2 separate regions of the Bombyx mori genome follow, and region 2 is linked to region 1. Evidence: chromatin contacts called from public Hi-C data. All regions are on one chromosome and are shown on one strand. The core of a region is the stretch at or near the end of the contact, and the rest is flanking DNA. Distances in the headings are between cores, read along the strand shown. Region 1 overlaps E74 (transcription factor E74). Region 2 overlaps E74 (transcription factor E74).

Region 1 (5,114 bases), core at 1,625-4,124:
TACTTGCGTGGTTTTACTACTTTTTGCTAGTAAAGCTTTTATTGCTTAAATTGAGTTGCCAGTATTAATGGTGGATCACCGTACGGCTAGGTACCAACAGCCTGCCTATTTCCATCTTAATATAGTTGTGTCCCGGTTCGAAGAGAGGACAAACGTTGTATGATATATGTATACTTCTGGTTGAACACAAAAAAAAAAACATTGAAAATGGTGAATGTCCGAACCAAAATAATGAATATTCGAAAGATGTCGTGTACCTTATCAAGCAACGCATGTTATGTTAAATTATGACACATTATATTAAGTTACGTGTGTAAGGAATATATTCGTTGAATAATACTTAAGTATGTGTACAAGATATGAATAATACATATTTATATGAGCGTAGTTTACGTATTCATTCAATAAGTAAGGTATTAAAATTTTAGCGCACCGAGACGGCTTATTCTATTAGATGAAGCGTCACTCTCCTCAAATACCTACTCAACGTCCGAAGACTACCACAGATTACGAACTATAGAGTACAGATTACAGCCTACTAAGCTTTCGTAGCCTGCCCGAAATACGAAAAAGGCAAAAGGTTAAACAATGAAACGAATTAAAAAAATAATCAGCAAACGATTTGCAAATACGGAAACGATTACCGTTCGGCAAACGGTGTGGTAAGTTCATTGTGGGACGGCAACTGTGCAAACGTGCGAACACCGTAACCATGACGTGCGTGGTTCGACAAAGTTCAGATGTACCATCTCTCCTTATATTATATTTCCACATGTGAAATAAATGTATTTGATAACGAATGTTTGTGGAGTCAGAATGTATATATATATACTTACTGTTCGATTATAGTGTTTTTTAAAGAATTTACATATAAACGCCTCAGCTTCTTTAATTACTCATCAATTAACGATAAAGAGGCACTGGTAAAGCTATGCACGCAGCCACATATCCAGACAAAACCGAGCACATGTTTTAATATTTTATTAAAGTTTCGTGTTACGTAATAATGTTTTTTTTTAATTTTACGTACGTGACATAGACTACACAGTATGGTTACGTCGCCCGTCGGTCGTCAACTCATTATCTAAATGGGAAGTTCCTGCTTATCTAACTCACATTTTTGTCTCCTACGCGTTTCGTTCCAGTCTACCGCGTTAGTTTTCGGATAATAATGTTATATTCGTTTTCTTCTCTACGTTCAGTCTCTCCTTTGTTAGTTTAGAATTAATTACGGAAGCAGAAAACCATTATTGAAAATCTTTTGTAGCTTTCTTATCGGACTACATTGGAAGTCGAGAGAGAGAGAGAGAGCGATCAAACGCAATTGTCGATTAGAGATTTCTTCGTAAAAATTTACAAGTGATATTCTACTGTATACTATACTAATGCCTCTAGACTCTTTTCCCATTTGAAGTTGTTAGCATCTACGTACCGATACAATTAAGTACTGCATTGAACATATTCCGTAGAAATTATATTCAAGATTTGAATGGGGTAGATATCTATGTTAATGGAAGAAATATTGTGACAATGGTCATCATTCTAATTAATTTCATGAAAGTAGAATTTGTTAAATCAGAACTCATGTTATCACCACACTTTACATCGCCTGGGCGAGGATAAGTGGACAGCAGTGGAATAAAAAGTAGCTTACATTTATATGATACAAACCATTTCTATACATGATTTCGCCAAAGCCGGTTTAGTTATTAGGGTGTGTAAACGAAACAACCATATACTTTTTTATTAATATTACCTGCATTAGTATTAAAAACTTTTATATAATAAGATAGCTTTTTGGCAAGTTTGCCTCTTTCTGTGACAACTATAGGTACTTTAGAATCCGTTGCGCTGTTCCGGAGATATGTAAGAGCAAAAAAATGGACCGACTATAATCCTAAATATCACTGATTCATGTTCTTCAGTTAAATCTTTTCTACTTTTATCTTATTTTATTGCTCTTGTAGGCAGACGAGCAAACGGCCCACCTGATGGTGAGTGTTTACCGTCGCCCACGGACTTCAGCAATGCCAGGGACAGAGCCAAGCCGCTGCCTACTTTTCTTCAACGTTTGGTATGTTGAAGAAAAGTAGGCAGCGGCTTGGCTCACCGCATTCTACTGTTTTATTACTAGGTAGGTATATTGATATACGTACGTAATATGTATTTTGTTTTGACATTTGAAAACCTTGAATGAGAAGAATGAAGCGAGGAAAATCAATTTCAACTACTTATTTTAAAAAACATCAACAGTTCAAGTGATTGATAATGTATTAGATCGAAATTCAATTGGAAGTCTTATTTGCTTAAATTTTATTGTACCTACATACATTCAATAATATATTGCAGCAAAAGCAATTTTATTATTCTTACCATTATTGCTCAGTTTGAATTAATTAGAATATTAGAATCAAGCTAGGCGAGCAAGTAATCGGGGTACCTATTATAACAAAAATTTTGTATATTGCAACTTACTCCATTTTTTCCTAATTCTTGCGTAAAGTACGGAAGTAATGGTATTTAGAATTCAATGCCATTGCAATCGTTAGATAGTTTTGTGGTAACGCAATTATAGTTTTGTGGTATCGATACTATTTTCCTATAAATTTACTATTTCCAGTCGTTTTTTTTTTTGTATGTCAAAATTAAACTGAACTATTTGAGATATACATGCCAATTGTTTGGTTAGTAAACAGTAGGTACTAAACCTTTTTAGTGGCTGTTTAGAACCTAAATCAATGGACTCTATAATTCGATGTTGGTTCAATAAATTTGTACATGTTTTAAAACGTTTAAAAGAGTTGCACTCGGCCGCGTCGTCAGATAGCGTTATCGGTTATACTGCCGGATGCAGTTATCAGCTTGCTGTATGCGTTACGTTCGGAATGAGAGCGCCGTTTGTCTCGGCCGGGCTATACGCAATGGCTGCCGTTGTGTAAGGTCAGGTTCGGTTACATGTTTACGCGTTGCACAGATTAACATACACTTTTTTTTGTATGAGAGTTCATTTTTGATACGATTATTTTGTTGATTTGGATTACAGCCAAAGTTTTATTAACATTGTAAAATTATTATTGTTCTTGTTTAGATTTTTGTTCTTTCCCTTCCCTTTTCTGTTACTTATTTTATAAGAAGTTTGATTAGCATTATGAATAAAATAATTTAATCCAAAATAGTATTCTGGTTACGTTACTACGGGAATTTTCTTAAGAAAGTTTTATTACCTACAGTTTTTTTTTTTTATTCAAATAAGTTTCAAATTCAAAGCCAATCAAAGGGCGTATTATTGAATGATGATCAGATTACATTAAACATAACAACATTCAAAATAGTAAATTTTACATCAGTTAGGTAATAAATACTTGACAAGAATCAATGTTAAGATGGCCGGTTTGCGTCGCGCCTTATAAGCGTTCTTTTGACACTTCGACTTTAGCGTTGCGTCGTTCGAAAGTCACCGCTACGCGTTGTTTGTCGCGGTATCAATATCTGTTATTGGCGATACGACCTCAACCCGTGGATTGGGAACTGAAGGTGAACCCGCGCGGTTCTTGCACCCCGCTTACGTAAACTAATGCAACTGTAAAAACATTTGTATTATTAATTGTATTGTGTTTTGCGTTGTTTAATGTGTAATATAATTTATTTTGTAAGTTATTGTGAGTGAGTCTCGAGTTTATATTATCTGTTTCGGTAACAGTAGGTAATGGCGGCGGCTTGATGTCTGTTTGCAAATAATTACTCATTTTGATATTTAAATACGAGTTTGAATTAATGTAGATATAAATGTATATTATAAATCATCATTTAAGTACGTATAAACAGAAAATATTAGTTATGAGAAAATAAAAATTTTTGAAAAGAAATCAAATATTCCGATACGAAAAATCCGGGACGAAAACCGATTTTCTTGATAAAAGTATGGCGCCAAGCAAAGGGAACGCGCCTAATTTACAAAAGAAAAAAAAGACTTGAGCATGTGCAAACAAACGCTGCTTTATTTTTTAAATGCGATGCGTTTTTTTATACAACTATGTTTCAAGTTATCCATAACAGTTACATACACACAGATACTAGATTTGCCTCTTTCACTCAGTAAACTTACAGGATGAGCATTATGAAATATGAAAATGTTTAAAGTATAAATGAAAATTATACGTATGTAGAAGAATGAACAGAAATGTTATTATGTAGCTAACTTTGGATGTCGAGCTTTTCTTTGAATTATATTGGGATTGTGCGGACACAATATAATCACATTCTTTTTGGTAAGCTGCGGTGAACGACCTTAACTTCAACAAGCGACTAATGAAAAAGACCATACAAACTAATTAATATTACATGAAATGTGTTTTATGTATTTTCAGCGAAGTCAACGCACTGAAAACTGTTGTTAATCGAGGAAGTGGATTCAGAATTTTAATACTTACTTAATTACAATTGCCCTTATCGTTTTTAACCTAAATTACGTTCTAGTTTAAAAATTCCGTAACTTATTTATTATCAAACTCATTTACATCTACGAGAAAGTATTTTTATTACTCTTTACAATTTCAGTTCCAAGTAATTATCAATAATTTACATACATACTTTAAAATTAGGGTATCTTAAATAGATCTACTTGAAAAAAATAGTTTTCTAACTTCAAAATTTGTTGTGGAGAAGGCAAAAAGTTAGCGAGTTGTTCGGGAGAGGGCGGGAGGGACTAGAGGGAGAGGTGGCGAGGGGGGACGTGGCTGCAACTGTTTGCGCGCGGCGCAGCGTGGTCAATGACACGGCGACATTGCATCAACGCGCGAAGGTCACCTCGCCCCCTTCCCGCGCACTCCTCCCGCCCCAACCACTCCCCCCGCGCTCCCTCTAACGCGTCCCGCGAATTCCTACACTTCCTTGCAACCGGACGCCATTTTAGATCAATCATTTTGCATCAGTGTTCCGAAGGGGTATTTAGCATATTTAGATAATTAATTATACTTAAAGAAAATAATTATATGATGTTAGAATTTGGTCAATATAAAGTATTTCTAATTTTACATAAATTTATCAGCATATAGGTACCTACCTACAGTACCGATCATAAAATTTTAACTACAATAAATAAATTTATAATGATT
Region 2 (4,959 bases), core at 413-2,912, 43 kb after region 1:
AAGTGGGCTCCCTGAGATTATTGGAATTACAAAATGATTTCCGTAATCCACCTGGAGACATGAGGTCAATTTCTCAAATCGGAATCCATACTTCAGAACATACAGCCGTTAATTAATAAAGAAGGCTGTACGTCAGAGTAAAGTTATAATAATACATCTCTTTGATATCATAATACCCTGGTACTTTTCTTCCTATTATTTTACGTAATAACAATAATAGCACGGTCCACGTGATATTAAGTGGGTTACCTGGGATTATTGCAATTACAAAATGTATTCCGTGACCCACCTTGAGACATGAGGTCGGTTTCTCAAATGCGCATCCATACTTCAGAACATACAGCCGTTAATTAAAAGATGGCGCGTAACGGAAAAATGTGACGCGTAACCGAAAAATGTGACGGTAAATTTTTTTCCAACGCCGATAAGGAAGTTTCACTTCAAATGTGAAAGTTTACAACGCTGTTACTTAATATTGCAAAAATGCCCCAACCGATTTAAATAAAATTTCATACAAATATAGTTTAAAGCCTAGATTAAGACATATTTGTTTATGTCATGCTGATAAGTTGTTGATTAGGTTGTTGTAAGCAGTTGACCTGGGCAACTCCGGGTATATCTGCGATAATAAATATAACTATGAGTATGAATAATGTGATAGCCGGTTCGTGATTTTATTGATCTATAAACGGAGTTGCAGTTTATGGAGAAGAGAGTGACAGAAGCAACACTTTATCCCGGGAAAATATGAAGTGTTTAATTACTTACTGAATTATAAATGTAAGGAAGCTGAAATCGCGGGGCAAATCTGCTTTGCCAATAATCTCGACACCTTTCAAATAGTAGTTTTTAAGCATTCACTTTGGCATACATTGTCAGCGAGTACCGCTTGTATGCTCTGATCATAAAATGCGGCACTTACACCTTGAGGTTTAGGGAAATATTTATGAATACGTGCGCTACGTGTGTTTCGAGTTCACGGCTCCACGAGTCGGCCCCGGCGATGCTATTCTTATTCTTAAGTGTTTCACAACTAATGTTCTCAATATTGATGACGGACTGGTAGATTTTCAGACTATTTTTTTATTTTTATTGCATAGATGGGTGGACGAGCTCACAGCCCACCTGGTGTTAAGTGGCTACCGGAGCCCATAGACATCTACAACGTAAATACCGCCACCCATCTTGAGATATGAGTTCTAAGGTCTCAGTATAGTTACAACGGCTGCCCCATTCTTCAAACCGAAACGAATTACTGCTTCGCGGCAGAAATAGGCAGGGTGGTGGTACCTACCCGTGTGGACTCACAAGAGGTCCTTACCCCCCAGTAAAATTATTTATGTCAAAATCTTCGTTAACATAGACTTAGCACGTTGACTGCCATTACTAAGCGTCTGAATTGCTTAACTTTGCTTTCTTTGTGTTTGTTAATGTATCTTTTAGTCTTTTAGGTCTCTTAGAAACAGATTCATTCTCAGTATCCTGAGATTCGTCTTTCCGAAAGTCTGCTGGATATTCCGGTGTCTTAGTAACAGAAATCGACGTGATTACTTCAGAGCGCCATGTAGGGCACCGGTGACCTACGCAGCATTCAAAGGGTTAGACAGTTAATTTAAAGCTGCAAGTGCAGACATCGGTGATTATATACACAGTGCCGTGGGCGTGCGTCAAGGCGCGTGGTGTTGCGTCACCTTGCATCGCTGATCTGTTGTGCAACTGTGACGCGATGCCCTAATATTGTGATCGAAAAAAAGATAAAAGAAGATAACAGCAGATAATTTTATTTATTAATATTTCATTGAACAATTAGAAGTGCGATACGAAATCTATTCCTTCCCGACGATATCAAAACTATAGGCGAATTATAATATAATTGTTTTAGTTGTCACGTTTGCGAGTATATTAGTTTTTTTTTTTGGAAATGAAGCGTCATTCGAAGGTTCTCAATATTTCATTCAGTTCTGTTATAATACATGATGTCGTTCGTCTATAAATGAAACAACAATGAATTTATTGGGATTTTTCATTGGTGTGATCTTTTTGGCAACAAATAAAAATTAACTTGTACCAATATCAGGTAGTTTGACAATGTTTTTCATTGTTATGATTTAAAAAAACAATGGTACTAGATTCGTCTCTGTTTTACTCAAACACTCTTAAAGCGTCCTTAATCTTTTACTGAGCCATTGTAGACCCGCGTGTGTTCATACAGACTGTAGGTTCGTCTATATATGTCAATAAAAAACAGTCTGTCAGTAAATAAAAAAAGAATTATGATTTGTCCACCTAAAATTAATTTATGTTACAACGACCGATCCAACGATTTTGATACTTGTTTTATTGACTAATTACGATTAATCAGAACGTTCTTATTAATAAATCAGTGGTCGAATATTTGATTTCCTGTTTTTAAGTGTTCGATGATGTTGCAACATCCTCTCTTTAATCTCGTTGCGAATGCTAAATTATCAAGTTGGTTTTTAGATGGAATTGTGTGGGTTCTGTGTACATTTAATAGTTTTTTTTATGTAATCTCATAAGAGAAATTGTGTGAATTTGTTTAAGTGTTATATCTAACACAAGAGGCAGTGCTGTAACCTACATATTTCAATTAAAAAATACATTCGTCCGTTGAGGACCGGGCGCGAATTTAGTGTTTTCTGAGGCTCACAGTAATGTAACATAGAGAGTGCTCGTGAGTGTTGTATTCTGTAAACATCGTTAATAGCATAGTACAGTTTTACATATTTACCACACTTGCAAGACACTAAATATGATTTCTTTATTGCCACACTTCATTGAATTTATTGACAGTCAAAATAGATTTAAACAAAATTGAGACACAGACATTAATCAATGAAACATATGTAACGTAGGGAATCATTATTAATGTCCATTGAACCCTATAGCTAAGACGTATGAACGCGGATGCGCGCAAGGCCGTGCGTGCTGCAATCATATGTGCGTGGATTGTTCAAATTAACGATCAAGACTGTTTTCGTTGACTATGAAATAAGGAAGGTGTTCGATTTATTTATTTTCGTTCTTCCTTTTATTCCCAAATGTACATTACTATTGACAATAGGTAATAGCTTTTAATCATAAACATATTTATTGAGCGTTTAACCTACAGACAGAATCCAGAGTTTCTCGCCGGATATTCATAGTTGGTCGCGTTTACGATCCGGTGGTACTTTTTACTGGTGGTAGGACCTATTGTGAGTTCGCGCGGGTAGGTAGCACCACCCTGCCTATTTCTGCCGTGAAGCAGTAATGCGTTTCGGTTTGAAGGGCGGGGCAGCCGTTGTAACTATACTGAGAACTTAGAACTTATATCTCGAGGTGGGTGCCGTATTTACGTTTTAGATGTCTATGGGCTCCAGTAACCACTTAACACCAGGTGGGCTGTGAGCTCGTCCACTCATATAAGCAATAAAAAAAAAGGTAGGTAGATTCTGCGAAGCACTGCTCTTGCTAGGGCTAGTGTTAGCAATATCACCGGCCTTGAGCCCCTTGAGATCACCTACTGCTCGGTGAATCTAGTATGACTCCTTGAGATCACTAGAATAGGTAGGGAAAAAAATTGAACGTGAATACACTTCAGATTGCGCATGTAGAGTGCGCTTTAGAAAAACACAAGTTGTGCTCTGACTAGTGTTGGGTCATGCTGATGCATCACTTGCAGTCCGTTAGCAAGTCAGTCGTTTAATTCAAAGAGTGGAATAGCCGTAACACATTCACGAATGGAGGTTATAAACATTAGGATCAAAATTAATTTGGGTTATCTAGGTCCGACGCGAACTAAAGTCTGCAAACAATGTCATGAGATCCCTGATTCCAGCACGCTCTTGTCAGTTCTGTGTTCTTTGTAAAGTCGCTTCGGGGAATCTTTAGGGTTGTGGTGTAATACTTCGAGCGAAGATATGGTTACCTTTCTTGTGTTGTAATTAAAGTGCTTATTATGAAGAGATCACACTATTGCCTACAAATTCGTATTAAATACGCATATTAATATAGCTTGCTAGCCATAAGTTGAATATGAACTACAACCAAACCTATATTTGATATATTCTGACGTCACATCCTGCAATATAATATGACGCATACATAAAAAAAGGACAAAAACAAAAATCATTACAAAGCCATGCTCTCAATTTTGGGGAAGTCTCCTTATAGAAGTGAAAATTTCTTCGCCATCTTGTGGAGAGACTTCCGAACAAGATATAACACTTGTCGGTTCATTTCTCGTGTGTGTTAACTGCAATCTACTGGTGGTAGGACCTCTTGTGAGTCCGCGCGGGTAGGTACCACCACCCTGCCTATTTCTGCCGTGAAGCAGTAATGCGTTTCGGTTTGCATGGTGGGGCAGCCGTTGTAACTATTCTTTGAGACCTTAGAACTTATATCTCAAGGTGGGTGGCGCATTTACTTTGTAGATGTCTATGGCAGTAACCACTTAACACCAGATGGGCTGTGAGCTCGTCCACACATCCAACCATTAAAAAAAAACATATTTGTTTTAATATTTTTATTCTGTTAAAGCTCTCCTATATTATAAATATCAATACACGAAAGCATCATTGGATATATAGGTAGGATAATCGTATCCATGCAGGGCAATATATTTAGTTCGATCATCATAAAAATACAATAAATTTGGAACACAGCAACAATGTTTAAATCACAAGTCTAGATTTTCTGTAACCGACTTTAAATATACAAGTACAAAGTCAACTTCTCTTGAAGGCACAGTTCAAACACTATTAGTTCGTCTTGGTTCTTGGAAGGAACTTATTATATTAGGCCGAAGGTCCCAGATGTGCGTCTAGACTTCGATTTCGCTTACATTTCTTTAAGGTTAGTTTCCATTTGAGTTTTATTTTCCGAGGGACACCGATGCCAATTCAATGATTTTTTAGGTCGAACTCTGATTGAATTAAATAGTGTGTTTCATGAGAG

Evidence for each region. Hi-C and Micro-C count contacts between places; a contact is called where the count stands out from the background.
Region 2: a contact with region 1 is called in a Hi-C map of whole pupa, with 1.6 times the contacts expected there. The contact joins two enhancer-like sites. A contact is called at or near these places in 4 of 7 Hi-C or Micro-C datasets (midgut and whole pupa).

What each region holds. Positions count from the first base shown.
Region 1 is chr15:578,722-583,835 of ASM3026992v2, forward strand. The region is part of intron 9 of E74 (transcription factor E74); the gene reads right to left. Among protein-coding and RNA genes, the nearest start is that of LOC101739317, 18 kb to the left of the region's middle. Within about 2 kb of position 2,875, at least 8 of the 8 cell types and tissues checked have open chromatin away from gene starts, as enhancers often do.
Region 2 is chr15:622,464-627,422 of ASM3026992v2, forward strand. All of the region lies in intron 7 of E74 (transcription factor E74), which reads right to left. Among protein-coding and RNA genes, the nearest start is that of LOC134200138, 24 kb to the right of the region's middle. Within about 2 kb of position 1,663, at least 5 of the 8 cell types and tissues checked have open chromatin away from gene starts, as enhancers often do.